Regions from separate parts of the Mus musculus genome. Here region 2 is linked to region 1. The links are chromatin contacts, called in public Hi-C maps. All regions are on one chromosome and are shown on one strand. The core of a region is the stretch at or near the end of the contact, and the rest is flanking DNA. Distances in the headings are between cores, read along the strand shown.

Region 1 (3,138 bases), core at 530-3,029:
CAACCAACTTGAAGGAGTCATCTTTGATGTGCCTGATGGTTTCCAATAGTTCAGAGGGGCTTAGACACGCCAGAACATAAAGGCTCAGGTCCTCTCTGCCCCACAGTGTTCCAGCTTTGTGGGAAAGTTCTTCTGCTTTGTACCTTAGTACAGTTTGCCAACAGGGACTGAGATTGCTGAATCTCCCTCCATTTCTGTGGCTCAAGGGTCTCCAGAGATGTCCCCAGTATCCAGAATAGAGTGAGCAAGGGGAAAAAAAATCACAACTACTCCAATGGGACCCAGAAGCCAGATGTGTCCACACACCAAGATGAATGTTCACCTTGTGAAAAGAACTGTCAGAGGAGACAGATAACACCTATAACAAAGGATTTTGAAATGCACTTTAGGGACTGAAAAGTAGTATTTAGTTTCTAGAGCTCAGAATTATACGTTTTTCAATGTAAAGAATTCAATCCAGTTCAGGAAAGGACAGACCCAGATGAAAAGGGCTTTCTACCAGTACGAGGCACTGGAAAGCCAAGACCAAATGAGTAGAATGGATTCTAGAGGGAGCTGATCACCAGATGCACTAGGGATACACTCTGAAGACACAGCCTCTGCATCTTTATCTACCTCTGGCAAACCAGATGCTCTGAACAGAAACTACAACACCAAGTGTTTGTTTGCAGTGGGCAGTGGTCTTGTTTGATCAGACTGACTATAGGGAACTGTTACAGCTGACCACAGATACTGAGTGATTATTGGACAGCCGTATCCCAAGATCTACCATGATGGTTAGAAGGCCTGAAAAAGGCTGAGATTGCCCAATGAGTAAATGGGGCTTAGAGAAAAATACCTTAAACACACACACACACACACACACACACACACACACACACACACACAATTGTCTGGTGATTTGGTATCCTGAGAACAACCCTTTATTTGGTTGGACACAGGCACTTGTTAAATATCAGGTGCAAAATTTTGATGCATGTAAGCCTAACTAAAATAAGACCCAAAGAATAATAATAATTAGCTAAGCAAAGCACTGGAGGGATGAATGGCTCAGTGGTTAAGAGCCCTGGCTACTCTTGCAGAAGCCCTCCCAGCACCCACATCAGGCAGCTAATCAACCATGTGTAACTTCAGTTCCTAGAGACCTGACACCTTCTTCTGGCTTTTCAGGTACCTACATACTCTTGGTACATACACACATACAATCATGAACACACACATACCTAAAGTTTTAAAAAGAAAGTTTAAAAACCAAAGTACTATAATCAGGTAGACATTTGAAGTCTGGGCTCCAATAGATTAACATGATTGATTAACATTCCTACATTCTCCAGCCCAATCTATTCACTGTTCTGGATGCTGGGGACATCTCTGGGGACCCTTGGGCCACAGAAATGAAGGGACATTTAACAATCTCAGTCCCTGTTGGCAAACTGTACACAGCTAAGATACAAAACAGAGAATGTTTCCTACAAAGCTGGAAAACTGTAGGGCTGAGAGAAGCGCAACTCTAATCTATCTACCTGATAACAGAACTCATGCTACTGCAGTGTGTCAGGGGCAGAACCTGAGTCCCGGCAACCCACCAAGGTCAGCTCAGCCACCCCTCTTCAATAGGCCAATTAAAAAGACAAAACTGAAAGGTATAGAAAGATTTATTTAATCTGGCCACATGAAGAAGACTACATAAAGAGATGCAGTGACCACCCCCCCTAAGTCTGTCTTAGTTTTAAAGAGAAGGCAAGAGGCATGCTTAACCAAGCAGTCCTGAGCAGGGTGTGGTCCACCCATCCTTAATCACTCGCTCACTGTCTCAGCTCTAGTCTCTGGCAATGTGGTCTGACCAGTTGCCAGAACAGTGTGAAATCTCTTCCTGGAAGTCAAGTTCCTCTTCTGGTTGAAACCAGGATTTACTTTCAATTTGGGCCAGCATGAGGGTCCCAGAGGATTTCCAGTCATGAGGACTATTGTTGGAATAGTCGGAGAGCCAAAGAGGGAACCCAAGTGACCCTCTCTGTGCAGAATACCTTTGCTTCTGTGATGATGGGTAGGGTTTGCAGTCTTATATTCTAGCCTCCAACAAAAAGTATGATACACTTCTCTCGCAGTGTTCTGGAAAGACAGATCTGTCATGGCAGGACAGGAGCGAAGAGCTGAGGGGATACATGGATATCTTTGAGGGCAAAATGTGTAGCAGAATGTTGAACATTAAGGAGCTGAGGCAAGGAAATGGTATCTGACTTCTTAGATTTCCCCTCCCCCCTTCTAGTACCTGCCTCTGCATCACTAATATAAAATAGTATGTATCAAAGGATTCTTGGATCAAGACAAGCAATTCCCAAGAGCCTCTAATAGGTTCTTTTCTTGGAGCTGTTTACATTCTGGGAAATGTAATGGATCTGACCTAAACGCATTAAAAAAAAGAAAACACACCCCTCTCTTTTCTACTCCAACCCTGTTGACTTGTTTTGATTTCAGAATACATCATACTTATTCCAGACTAGAAGGATATTTTTCTCTTTCTTGTATGCTATGATAGAATTTTTCTCTGTGCATTTCCTTTATCCTGACTTTAGTTGTCACCAGTATTACTAAATGCATAAATCACCCCTCCCTTCATAGTTGAAAAAGAGCTCACATTAAGCATCCCTTTATGTCCACCCACGAGACACTGATCATATTTGTAATTAGTTTTAAGCTACAAGGGGGCAAGCTTCATGTCTACTATGCTCAGTTTTGAAACTGAAGAGGTTTCCACAGGGAGGGACATCTGGGGGGGGGGGGGGCGTGAATGGCAGTGTGTGGTTCGCTAGCATTATACTGAGACGTTCTCCTGATTGAGAATCAGCCGAATTCGATTCTCTAAGTTTGCAACCTGGCACAGTGCCAAGAAGACAGACTGTATTCAATAACCTTCCTTAAACATACTAAGGCTTGTGTTTATCTGTGTGTTTGTTTAGTCTTGTCAGGGAAACAGAAAGCACGGGATGGAAATTTACAAGAAGAGTAGATGTTGGAAATAGTATGAAAATAGATTTGTTCTTTCTTGTTATTAGAACACAGACATTCGATAACCCCAAAAACACAAGTAAGCCATAATAAGAGGGGGGCATTTAATACAACTCAAGCATTCCAGAT
Region 2 (3,225 bases), core at 90-2,589, 990 kb before region 1:
TGGAAAGGACACAGTAATAATTTTGGCTTATCACTAGTAGTCAGAGTCAACAGAAGAAATGTCCTTGGAATGCTCACCTGTGCTCATATCTGCTGCCCCAGCCTCAGAGACAACCAAGGAAGAAGGTATTGAAAGGCTTTAAGAACCAGAGGTCAGAGAGGCACCTTGAGAAGCAGTATCTTCTGGATATAACTGGACCACTGTATTCATGAGCTCACAGAAGCCATGGTTGTCTGCATGAGACCTTCACAAGATCAAACCAGTCAGCATGGAGTAGGAGGGGTTTCATGAACCCCAGTGATAACTGAGGATATATGGACAATTGATGGTTCTTTTGGGGGAAAGATCACTTAAGGAAACAAAGTATAAACCCTAGTAGGGTGACCACACTCCAGTGGATGTCCCTATCCCTGGAATTTCATGGACAGCACAAATTGGAGCTAATGGGTAGTTTTTTTTTGGGGGGGGGCACAAAAACATGACGTTGGGGGTGGATCTGGGTAGAGTTAAGAAGAGGAGTTGGTGGTGAATATTGTTAAAGTATATTCTATGACCATTCTCAAAGAATTAATAAAAAGGCTTATACTAAAAATAGCTTATGTTTTGCCTTTCAGATGGTGGCTATCCTTGTAAAACAAAACCAGGCATGTGCAATATGGACATGAATGGGTTTGCTTATGTCTATAAAACTTTATTTATGAAAGCAGCTAATAGCTGCTCTCAGCCAGCAGGCCTCAGTGTCCTGACCATGATTCTAGATTTCATTATGAAAACATGCATAGGAACATGTTCTAACTGTCCAGGACTTACTGGTCAGGTCACAGTCCTGAAAGGTACCCATGTAGCATGGCTTCATCACTTATGTTCCTGAGAGCTAATTATTTGGCCCAGTCATAACATTTAATAACCTTCTTCTGTGACTTCTGTGTGTCCCCTGCCCCCAAATGCAGTAAGTATACTCTGGGCGGGAAACAAAAGATGCAGCTACTGTCCTGTGTTTCCCTGGAAGCCTGTGGAGTGGCATTGCTTTTGCCAGGAGTGGTCCTTCCGAGAAAGCTGTCTCTGAACAAGTTTGGGCAACAATTTCATTGAGGATGAAAGAGTTACTTCTGTCAAATTCAACACGCACTCCAGTTTCATTATTTTAGGACATAAAATTGTTTAGTGATTAACTTTGTTTATACTTGGCAAAGCATCACTTCCTTTTCTGAGGAGGAAAAGAGACAAAAAAGCTCATAAAAAATTTTTCAAAAAGCTTTCTACTTCAAACAGCTCTTACAAAACTGCATTTGGATGAGTCAAGTGTGGGGGAGTCAAAACCATATGGATTCTTCCCCTTTTAAAATAAACACTGACTTTCAAATTGAAGGAAATTTTCTTACAAAAGTAGACTTTAGCTTCCATAGACTATAAATAGTGAAAAAAAAGCAACTTCCCGAAATTTGATAGACCCAAATCACAGCTGGGTTTCTCATTCTTAATAATTGTGTTTTCACTGTATATCATTTAAAAACAAACAGCTCTAGGAGTGGCCCACATTCGGCTATTTTTAAGGGCATGGAGATTTTCATTTATCTCTCAAGTAATTTTTTCCCAAATCTTGAATTTGAGATAAGTTGCATTGTTACATTCGAAAAGACATAGGGTTAACCACTTGCCAGTCATTGTATTTCAGAGTCAGCTTGAGGTTAGTCTGGACTTCATAAGTGGATCCTGTCACAAAAGGAAGGAGGGTTCAAGGAAGGAGACAGAGACAGATAGGGAAGAAGATGAATACAGAGGAGAAGAAGGAAGTATTTGGGTGACAGCAAAAGAGGAGGAAAGAACAAAGTAAGGAGAGAAGTCAGGAAGGAAAGAGGAAGGGAGGGAAGGAAAGAAGGAGGGAGGGAGGGAGGGGAGGAAGGAAGGAATGAAGGAGATGGAAAGTGAGCTATGTCTGTAAACTTATTGTTTAAGATTGATTGATATAAGACACATTGTTTAAGATTGTTTGTGTGCATGTATGTGAACCCTGTTGAATATCTGTGTACTGCTTTTGTATAGAAGACCATGGGAGTCAGAGGAAGGCATTAAATTTCCTGGAACTGGAGATACAGGGTGTTATGAGTGACCATGTGGGTGCTAGGAACTGAACCTTGAGTCCTTAATGAAAACAGCCAGTGCTTGCTTCTAATCACTGAATGATCACCCGGTCTCTGTCTGTACATACTTCTGATACAATGATAATTCCTGGTTAGATTATCATCTATTATTACATTTTATCTACATTTTCATTAATAATCTAAGCAATAAAAAATTAGCACCCTTATTTAGGTAGATTAAGTGACCTACTTGGATGGCTATGAATATTATCATCAAATAATGCAAACAAAATTTTCATAATCTCAGTCTTTAAACAAATCAAGTCAACTAGACTTCCATTTGTTCCTTAATTCCTTTGTTAACACCAGAAATTCTAAAATACAGAGGCATTTTCTTGAAAGGACCCAGATATAGCTGTCTCTTGTGAGACTATGCCAGGGCCTAGCAAACACAGAAGGGGATGCTCACAGTCAGCTATTGGATGGATCACAGGGCCCACAATGGAGGAGCTAGAGAAAGTAACCAAGGAGCTAAAGGGATCTGCAACCCTATAGGTGGAACAACAATATGAACTAACCAGTACCCCCCCCCCCCCCGGAGCTTGTGTCTCTAGCTGCATATGTATCAAAAGATGGCCTAGTCGGCCATCAGTGGAAAGAGAGGCCCATTGGTCATGCAAACTTTATATGCCTCATTACAGGGGAACGCCAGGGCCAAGAAGTGGGAGTAGGTGGGTGGGGGAGTGGGTGGAGGAGGGTGTGGGGGACTTTTGGGATAGCATTAGAAATGTAAATGAAATAAATACCTAAAAAAAGAAAGAAAGAAAGAAAGAAAGAAAGAAAGAAAGAAAGAAAGAAAGAAAGAAAGAAAGAAAGAAAGAGAAAGAAAGGCTCCTGAAATAGAAGCTGAAAGGTACTTTATGATAGATAGTTTGTATCATGAGGCAACAGTGATCTGAAAAGGGCCAATCCGTCTCATGACTGGGGCAAGGTTTCTTAGTAAAAGGACCATGTGTTATGGTCATAGAAAACTAGAAGATATTTTCCTTAAATAAAACAGAAATGCAGCATTCTATATAAAGAATAAAGTATGTATGAAAATTTGAGAGCACGTGGAGTGTCCCTATGCAGCAGAAATATATAG

Evidence for each region. Hi-C and Micro-C count contacts between places; a contact is called where the count stands out from the background.
Region 2: a Hi-C map of bone marrow-derived macrophages shows a contact between it and region 1, with 9 read pairs. The contact joins two enhancer-like sites. A contact is called at or near these places in 1 of 484 Hi-C or Micro-C datasets (bone marrow-derived macrophages), 2 of 115 datasets of contacts at active chromatin or transcription factors (embryonic basal ganglia and embryonic stem cells) and 1 of 9 other capture datasets (embryonic stem cells).

The regions. Positions count from the first base shown.
Region 1 is chr10:96,293,577-96,296,714 of GRCm38.p6, reverse strand. No RefSeq gene overlaps it. Among named protein-coding and RNA genes, the nearest start is that of Gm40748, 14 kb to the left of the region's middle. Within about 2 kb of position 1,779, at least 36 of the 459 cell types and tissues checked have an H3K27ac peak or open chromatin away from gene starts, as enhancers often do. A contact at or near this core is called in bone marrow-derived macrophages, where this site is marked.
Region 2 is chr10:97,281,100-97,284,324 of GRCm38.p6, reverse strand. No RefSeq gene overlaps it. Among named protein-coding and RNA genes, the nearest start is that of Gm34044, 47 kb to the right of the region's middle. Within about 2 kb of position 1,339, at least 11 of the 459 cell types and tissues checked have an H3K27ac peak or open chromatin away from gene starts, as enhancers often do. A contact at or near this core is called in bone marrow-derived macrophages, where this site is marked.